2 separate regions of the Sus scrofa genome follow, and region 2 is linked to region 1. The links are chromatin contacts, called in public HiChIP or PLAC-seq maps. All regions are on one chromosome and are shown on one strand. Each heading gives the region's core, a stretch centred on a gene start, on an enhancer-like site or on the middle of the called end of the contact. The rest is flanking DNA. Distances are from core to core; before and after follow the strand shown. Region 1 has its middle 100 kb from the start of AKR1E2. Region 2 has its middle 220 kb from the start of KLF6.

Region 1 (4,853 bases), core at 1,062-3,561:
TCATAGTTTACATCATCTGATGGACTCAGTGGCAAGATTGACGATGGTCGTTATTAAGGAGTTCCCATAGCGGCTCAGTGGTAACAAACCCGACTGGTATCCATGAGGACACGGGTTCGATCCCTGGCCTCAATCAGTGCGTTAAGGCTCCAGTGTTGCCATGAGCTGTGGTATAGGTGGCAGTTGCAGCTCAGATCCCACATTGCTGTGGCTGTGGTGTAGGCCTGCAGCTGCAGCTCCGATTCAGCCCCTAGCCTGGGAACTTCCACATGCCACAGGTACAGCCCAAAAAAGACACACACACACACACACACACACACAAAAAGATTGTCATTATTAAGCTTCCAATCTGACTTTTATATCCATTAATTTATTCAGAGCCAAGTACATAGGTTTTATTAAAGAAAAATGCCCTGAATATATCTGCTGATAGGTTTAGTACTTATTGACTATATGCTATGCTCTTTGTGATAGAAGGATTCCAGCTGATCCAACACTGACCCTTCTCTCAAGAAGCGTGATAAAAATATGCATGTAAAACTAACAGCGTGATAAGGTGGAAAATATCCCAGTGGATATGGAAGTTTGGCAGAAGTACAGAGATAAATATATGTGCTATTTCTGCATTTCATGTCCAGAATTTTAAAAAAATCAACACATTCTGTTTTAGAGATAAGGTTACTAAGAGTATTAAGAGCACAAAAAGGAATGGAAAAACATGGTTATATGGCTGTTCCGGGCCAAAAATATCTGTCTCACCACTTTTTAAATGATGGGTTAATTTTTGAAAATAAACATCAGTTTAATCGATGATGTCTCACCTTTCATTTTTATTTTTTAGATCTGACACGTTGATCCTGAGGATATGTCTGATGAGCAAGCTGGCAAGTGCTTCTAATTTTACCTGGTAAAATAAAATGCCCCCAAACCACCTTGGCTAGTGTAGGGGAAGAAGAATAAAGTCTAAAACGCAATACCTGTTCCTCTTACACATCTTGACCCCTCCACACGGCCTTCACATAGTGCGCTACACATATTATTGAAAATCTGTTGTCATGAGCACTTGCAGACACTCTCCCAAGAACAACCACCACAAACCCAAACGGTTGCCGGATGAGCCGCGGTTTCCCCTTGTGCCAGCCAGGCTGACAATCACCATGAGCCCATGTCCACCACAGGGCAGGTCATGGGAAACAGTTGCTGCGAGTTAGTTAGACTTGCTCAATGTCAGTGTTTAGGGATTAATTTCATTGCTTGAGTTATTTAGATCACGATGGCAATAAAGATTTCAGAAAGCTATTGGGAAACATTTCCTTTAGGGAAGGAGGAACATGAAAACAGTCAAGAAGGGAACTGATTCATGCAAGAAACCTCTGTGTATAAAGCATTGTTTGTGTTACATTCACTGAAACAATGACGAGTGAAAGGACACTTAAATATGGGCAGTCAAGCCTTATTAGAACAGTTAGTGACTAATTACAGTTCAACACGCAAACATTTAGCTGTCTGTACCCTATGTGAATAAGCAAAGTATTTTTAAAGCCAACAACAAACACAAATAATACATTCCAATAAAAACGGCTTCTCTCGGATAACCACCACAACACAGAAATAATAGCACAAGCAATGGAAAAGTTTCTAAGTTCCCAAAAGACAATGGACAGACTTGTTCCACCCAGGCTTGCTTTGATATTTGTAGGAATAACTAACCCATCTATGCTAATGCACCATTAAACTTTTATCAGATCATCATCAGAACGCATGGGGATTAAAAATCATTTCAGCTGAATAATACATGCTAAAATGTACATCATCTGTGTTAAGCTAGTCGTAATCATTTGGCCAACGTACTTCAAAGGCTTGATGGACATCCGCCCGTTTTGAACTTAAGCATGAATATCTTGGCAACACAAGGGGAACGCTTTCATCACACTGAAAGGCAATACGAGCTATAAATGTGGGACATCTCAGCTTCCATCTGAGTAAGTCCTCAGAATTGCGACATTCACCAAGCAATAAATCCCTTGAGTTGTTGTTCAGACGCCCTCGCCCTCGATGCGTCTGAAGCAACTTCTCTGAGTGTTTTGTCTTGAGAGTTCTTTATCCTTCTATTCTTAGATCCTTCATAATGCGGGATACCCTTCCCTCCTGTAGCCTGGGTTCTCACACTTAGTCTTCCTTTTGTTAAAACCTAAGCAGCTCTTCAATTCACACTGAGGCATGGAGGGCTGCTTCCATCCGTGTGGGCTATCCCTTCCTGAGGCATAACTGAGGGAGAGGAATGCAGTTCAGTCTCTGCTGGAGACTGGCGAAGAGGAAGCTCTGCGGGGACTCCCCACCGCCCCCCGCTTGCCCGAACATTCTGCTCAGAGTAATAGCCAGGCTACGCACCCACCTGTGGCGTCAGCTTCCCATTCTGCTCCCTTTTTGACAATAAGAAGCCATGAGGATGCTTTTTGAAAGCTTTAATCTCTTATTTATCCCATGTGGATTTGGCCTTGGCAGAGAAACCACTTATGTATTCTTATATTTTTGTTTAATATTATTGCACTTCAGTCTCATAATCTTTCTCCCTTTTGCAAATTGAAGAGAGACTTTATACGATGCTTGGAAGAGAAGAGAAGACACCTTTGCAGATAAGATATGGATGGTTTTCTTATAGCATCTTTAAGAATAACTGTTAGGAACACAATACCCTTCACTTATCTCGGGTTTTCAATGAGAAAATACCTTTTTGGTTCGTAAAGAGAGACTACCACCATGGAGCCAAGGGATACACTGTGTTTAGGAGGGGGTCCCCTCATCTGAAATTATTTATTTCACGGTCTTCCAGAAGCGCCCAATTATCCGTCCCTAAAAATGTGCCCCCTGGGGCTCAGCACAGCCCCGCAGTAATGATGGTCAGACCCACGGGTGGCCCACACCATCGTCCTCGACCAGTACCGCATGAAAGAGCTCCTGGGTGGCTTTGTGACCTTAACAGACAGCTGAAAGGAGGACGGTGAAAAAGTGCAGGTCCATACACAGCGGGGCAGGGGAAAGACAAAGCCTAGAGTCACAGTGAGGCAGCTCCAGGAAGTAATCTCTTGGTTGAGGGGTTCTCAGGAAGAGAAAGGGAGGCAGACAGAGACGGCTGTGTCTCAGAACCTGTTCTGCCTGCATCAGTACAGGAAAGAGGAAAACTGGGAAAGAGCGTCCCACCCTCCCTCAGACAATGGTCGGCTTTATAATAGGATTGCATCTCAACCATCTTTAAGGAGCAGCACTTAGCATAGCTCATGACTCATGTCAGAGATACGATAAATATTTGTTGAGTGAGGGAATGAATACAATAATATAGTTTTAATTTTAGGATTTCCTGGCATTCCATGAAGACATTTTATGGTTTCACGTACGCAATAACATCTCAAGATGTACTGGATGTACCAGATTTTTTTTTTTTTTTTGCATTTCCATTAAAATGTAGGAAAACAAAAGAGCAGGAAATTTTTACATTTCCATTAAAAATGTAGGAAAACAAAAGAGAGCCAGCTGTGACTATTTATAGTGTGCTGAGAAATATTCCACAGAAATCGCTACCCAGTGATTTTTTTTTTTTCATTGGAAGAGTGTTGAGACAACTAGAGGGAAGCACTAAAAATGACAAAGCATTTCCTTAGAAATTATGAGGGAAAAAAAAAGTCCTGAAGAGCAGGGGAAATTTTAGTATTTAAAAAGATATTTTGACATAAATTGTGGATTGATCCCATTTAAAAGTAATCTTCACAGACTTAAGCCCAACAACGAAACACTGTGTTAGGAATACGACTCAGTGGTCAGATTCAGGGTTGAATTCAACATAGCACAGCTAAGAACAGCACACACACACGGAATAAACCAGCTCAAGTTCTCCAAGGGCTGGATTTGCAGCTCTTACCACAGATGGCAATTACGTATCTCACCACAAGAAAAGCGCATGACTGAAGCCTCATGTCCTTCTCTTCCTGATCGTGAGCATTTGAATGCTTTGGAGAGGAGTTCCCACTGTGGCTCGGCAGAAATGAATCCAGCCAGTATCCAGGAGGACTCGGGTTCACTCCCTGGCCTTGCTCAGTGGGTTAAGGGTCCAGCACTGCCGTGAGCTGTGGGGTGGGTCACAGATGCAGCTCAGATCCCGAGTTGCTGTGGCTGTGGTGTAGGCTGGCAGCTGCAGCTCCAACTGGACCCCTAGCCTGGGAATGTCCATATGCTGTGGATGCGCCCCCTCCCCCAACAAGGCAATAAATAAGTAAATGCTTTGGAGAAGTTCACACCACACAGGGGATGTTTGGAGATTCCTACTTGCCTATAGTTGGCGCATTCCTCAGATGTTTTCTTGAGCCCAGGACGTGCCAAGCAATGTGCAGGTGCTGCAGAAAGATGGCTGGAAACACAGAGTGTCTGACCCCAAAGGCTTCATACGTGTGGGAGGGAGAGGGCGTGAAGGAGGGATAACTACACAAACACCTGATATAGGACGTGCAATCAGGGCTCAACAAGTGCAGGGGAGGAAAACGAAGCAGCATTGGAAGGGGGAAGGCAGGGGGGCCCTTTGCTGCTTGTCTCCCTGCAGGTGAGGTTTCAGCCGACCCCGAAGTGAGAATGCAAGACTCAGCATGTCCTGGGAAAGAGGATTCCAGACCGAGGGACCACAAGGCAGAGGCTGAGGCTGGGCTGCATTTGAAGCGTCGGACCAAGAGCCAAGGGTCCAGGGTGGAAGAGAGGGAGCTGCAGAGGAAGCGGGGAGAGGAGGGTGCCAAAAGGGGGTGCAGAGGGGGTCCGGTCCCAGGGGACCCCTGCTGAGGCTGCCCAGGGGGGTACGCACGGGGGCTTCC
Region 2 (4,853 bases), core at 1,556-4,055, 470 kb before region 1:
CCCCCTTCCTCCCTCCCCCACCCCCTCCCTTACTGATGGTGACTTTAGAAGGAACAACCGTCCCCAATACAAAGGCTGTGACACGATGGCCTTTTCCCAGTCATTCTGTCCCGAGCCCCTGCTGTGTCCTTGGCACCAGCCTAGCCCTCTGGTGACTTCATGTGTTAGAGAGTTATTTCTCGTTTCAGGTTTTGAGCTGCATTGCAGAAAACACGTGAGGTTTCAGAGGTGTGAACAGCGAGGGTTTTACCTGAGGCTTTAGCCCCACGGAGACCCGGAACTGATGTGAGGGTTGTCAGGCTTTACACAGTAAGTCTGAGGTTCGAATCGCTTTCCTAACATGCCTGACAGTTGATGGGCCATCCCAGCTGAAGGTTCTTGAGAAGAAGCGGAGGCCTTCTGGAGGAGTTCCATGTCCTTTTCCGATAACGCTGCCCGCTCGAGAAAGTGCTTTCCTGTATTAGCCAGAAAACCTCTCTTAGGACCGCCCGAGCCAGGACCCCCAGTTCTGCTTTGTGGCCCCAGAATAAGCCTGTCCTGCTGTTGCCACGACCGCCCACCGGGTATCTGAGGGGCCAGATCAGGCCCTTTCTCATCGTCTCTTTCCCAGTCACTCGGATTTTCTCTAGTCGCCCCTGGTAGCTCGGTCCCCGTCCTCTCTCTCTCCTGCGTGTCCCTGGACACGTGGCAGAGTCAGGTTCTCATTAGACTGTTCTGCGCAGAAAGGGGCCGTCGCCTGTCCTGCTCTGGTGGCCGCGTGTCCATCCATGGGGCCCGGAGGAGAAGCTGTGCTGTACAAGTCTCGAAGTGGACTTAAACGGAATTAGAAATGACGGCAGTAAAACCCAGACACGGATCTGTAGTTTCAGCTGCTGGAGTAACGCCATCGAGCATCTAAGACGCCACGACTCATGGAGCAGCGGGTGACTCAGCCGCTTGTGTACAGTAAAGCAACTTCCTTCTTCAAAAATGTTGTTTTTTTTTTTCTTTTTAGGGCCACACCCTTGGCATACGGAAGTTCCCAGACTAGGGGTCGAATCAGAGCCGTAGCTGCTGGCCTACACCACAGTCGAAGCAACGCCAGATCCGAGTCACATCCGCGACTTACGCTGCAGCTCTCGGCAACGCTGGATGCTTAACCCACCGATGGAGGCCAGGGATCGAAGCGGACGCACATCCTCATGGACACTAGTCCGGCTCTTAACCCGCTGAGCCACAACGAGAGCTCCAACCCTCATTTAACATGCAACCTGTTCCTACCAAGAATTTAGAACCGCTAGAGCGGGGCTGTGAGACAGAACTTTCCCCAAGAATAAAATCGGCCTGGGCCTGTAGTTTCCAAGGTGGTCGCCATGAGCCACGAGCCACATGTGTCTCTGATACACTGGGAAGAGAAAGGGAATTTTACCCTTTCATTTAAATTTTAATAAGTTTAAATTTAAATGGCCTCACGTGCCCTGTGGGAGGCAGAGCTTGGGTGATGACCCTGGCGGAGAGAGAGAGGGAGAGAGGAAAAGAGAGAGAAAAAGGATGTTTCTGAGAGAAGCGACTGCGAGTGAATTTTGTAGAACAAGACTCGGGAGAGAACAGATTCCTTACTTTCAAATATCAATACATTTGAAAGGCTAATTAAGAAAAACACAACAGCTACACAAAGAGAATTATCTTTTACAAAATTTTTTGAGTCGAGTGGTATTGAAGTACAAGTGTAGGAAAATTATGTAATTTCACGTACAGTTAAGTGGAGGAGTCTGGATTTTAACCCGGATGAATTCATATAATATTTACTATGTATATTACAGTATTTGAATACATATTTATTTGTGTATAACTTAACTGCCAATGCTATCTGCTTGTCTAGGATATGCTGATCTTATATTGACTATCAGCTCTGTGCAGAGACATACCAATATATATATAATAATAACAATAAATTTATACATTAATATTATAATGTATTTATACATGCACATTTGTAGAAATATGTACATTCCCATGCATACTATATGTATGCAACTGGGAAAGTTCACCGGTCAGGAAGAATGTTTTCTAAATGAGGAGCCACCTTCCCGCATGAGACACTGGGAGTCGGTGAAGGCCGCGATAAAGGTCTCAGAATGGCTTTACACGGCTTGATATGATACGTATTCTTTTCATTTTGGAAGCTGGGCCCTGATTAACACCTTTTTCCCGCAGCACCTGAGCACCGCGAGGGAACCTGGAAGACGTGCCTCATTTGCTGACAGCCAAGCTTCCGCAGCTACCTTTCCATGGGTCACTGACCTTCCTCTCCAGACCGAGGCCGTTGTGGTCACCTGATGTGGTCACCACATCAGTGTCAGGCGTATCGGTCGCTATTTTAATTCTGCTGGTTTCAATGAGGCCTTAAACACTGAGTCAGGAATCAAAGGTTGAAGGGACTTTAGAGACTGACCCCGACGCCGTACTCGGAGATGAGGAAGCAGAGGCTTATCACAGGGAAATGATTGCCTGAGGTCTTGGAACAGCGGGATGGCTCTGAGTTCATTCTCAGTGGCTCACGTCCTGAGTTTACGTTTTTATGATATGGTGGATTTGTTTATCTGTTGGCTCAGATTCTTATATAATTGGTGATTGATATCTGTCTTCCTCGTTCAATGTCCTTCCTTCCTTGCTGAAAGAGAAACATAGAGTTGGAGAAAAACACCTCTATAGAGAATAATAATAAAATTTCTGCAAAAACAGGAAACTTGTCAACGCGACGCCCTTTGCAGTGATGGGACAAACAGGAAGTGAATAGAGTAAGTCGTGAGGCGAGTGGCCTGGTCTCCCGCCTCCGCTCGCTAAGCACGTATTCGGGGCCAGGGCCTCTGCCCTGGGTGGAGGCGGCCCTGGTGTTAGGGAGATTGTCTCTGCCTTTGGTGCACTTACTCTGTTGAGAGGTCACGTCAGTCTGCCAGGGCTGCCACAGCGAAAGACCACAGACGGGGGGCCTACCCGCGGATTCTCCCCCAGTTCTAGAGGCCAGGGGTCTTAGATCACGGTGGGGGCCGGGCTGGGTCCCCTGAGGCCTCTCTCCTGGGCGGGTGGACCCCATCTCCCCCACTCCCCAACCCCTGCCACGTGCTCACATGGTCACCCCTCTGTGAGCCTGTGTCCTGGCCTCTTCTTACAAGGACACCAGCCCTGTGGGTTAGGGTCACCCCAATGACCTCGTTCTAATTAATTACCTTTTAAAAGAACTTGTCTCCACACATGTCACATTCGGCAGCACCAGGAGGGTCGAGTGTCAACATGTGAATTTCGGGGGACACCTTTCAGGCTGCATGTATCTCCCAGGTATCATTTTTACAACAAAACAGAATATCATGCTGCCCTTTTCAGAAATTTAGGCTTGGGGGGGTGGGGTGCCATGTTCCAGAGCGCACGACTCTGGATGGAGCCAGGCTCGAACACACCTTTGTCCAGTCTCTCCCACGTCCCCAGCGGATGGATGTGAACCTAACATCCAACGGGACAAAGAAGGGGCTCAGCGTACCTCCCAGGAGTGGACCTGGGGATGGCATTTCATGGCCAGGCCTGCTCCTGTTTCATCTCCAAGCTTTAGGATCTTCAGCAGTAACTGCTGCTCAGAAATGAGTCTCGGGATGCGGCGCCAGAAGGTGGCCTGACTTTCTGGAGCGAACTGCGGTCCCAGGCTTGTCAAGCACCCACCTGCATCCTCATCTTTACATTAAGGAAGTCGTAGGAAACACCCTCTATCTTTCAGACCTAATGTGTCTGCATTTTTGTCATGAGTGATAACATTTTTTTCCCGCTTAAGTAGTAAATAGGAGAAAAAAAAACCCTGCCGGAAATCTTGCTTCAAAAATAAAGCAGACAAAAACCCAAGACTAGAAATATGATATTTTAAGAGTAGTATTTGGTTCATTTTATTTTATTTGTTTATTTAGTTTTGCTATTTAGGCATATGGAGGTTCGCAGGCTAGCAGTCCAAGTGGAGCTGTAGCCGTGAGCCTACACCACAGTCACAGCAACGCCAGATCCAAGCCACGTCTGTGACCTACACCACAGCTCACGGCAACGCGGGATTCTTAACCCACTGAGCGAGGCCAGGGATCAAACCTGCAACCCCATGGTTCCTAGTCGGATTCGTTTCCACTGCGCCATGACAGGAACTCCGTATTTGGTTAATTTTAAACATTTGACTATGAGTTAGAAGTTTCATTGTCCATTTTTAAGTAGGTATTTTTTAATACCGTTTCTAGAAAATGGTTAAGGTAAATTCTTATGGATCAATTGTTCTAGCTTTAATTTCAGGTGGTTTTTTGTTTGTTTGTTTGTTTTCCCTGCTGTACAGCATGGGGATCAAGTTATTCTTACATGTATACATTTTTCCCCCACCCTTTGTTCTGTTGCAATATGAGTATCTAGACATAGTTCTCAATGCTACTCAGCAGGATCTCCTTGTAAATCTATTCCAAGTTGTGTCTGATAAGCCCAAGTTCCCGATCCCTCCCACACCCTCCCTCTCCCATCAGGCAGCCACAAGTCTGTTTTCCAAGTCCATGATTTTCTTTTCTGTGGAGATGTTCATTTGTGCTGGATGTTAGATTCCAGTTAAAAGTGATATCATATGTATTTGTCTTTGTCTTTCTGGCTCATTTCACTCAGGGTAAGAGTCTCTGGTTCCATCCATGTTGCTGCAAATGGCATGATGTCATTCTTTTTGATGGCTGAGTAGTATTCCATTGTGTATATATACCACCTCTTCCGAATCCAATCATCTGTCGATGGACATTTGGGTTGTTTCCATGTCCTGGCTGTTGTGAATAGTGCTGCAATGAACATGCGGGTGCATGTGTCTCTTTTAG

The links. HiChIP or PLAC-seq counts read pairs in DNA pulled down with a chosen protein or histone mark.
Region 2: a contact with region 1 is called in an H3K27ac HiChIP or PLAC-seq map of alveolar macrophages. The contact joins two enhancer-like sites. A contact is called at or near these places in 2 of 2 datasets of contacts at active chromatin or transcription factors (alveolar macrophages and skeletal muscle).

The regions. Positions count from the first base shown.
Region 1 is chr10:65,794,584-65,799,436 of Sscrofa11.1, reverse strand. No RefSeq gene overlaps it. Among named protein-coding and RNA genes, the nearest start is that of AKR1E2, 100 kb to the right of the region's middle. Within about 2 kb of position 2,311, at least 14 of the 83 cell types and tissues checked have an H3K27ac peak or open chromatin away from gene starts, as enhancers often do. A contact at or near this core is called in alveolar macrophages, where this site is marked.
Region 2 is chr10:66,262,648-66,267,500 of Sscrofa11.1, reverse strand. No RefSeq gene overlaps it. Among named protein-coding and RNA genes, the nearest start is that of KLF6, 220 kb to the left of the region's middle. Within about 2 kb of position 2,805, at least 18 of the 83 cell types and tissues checked have an H3K27ac peak or open chromatin away from gene starts, as enhancers often do. A contact at or near this core is called in alveolar macrophages, where this site is marked.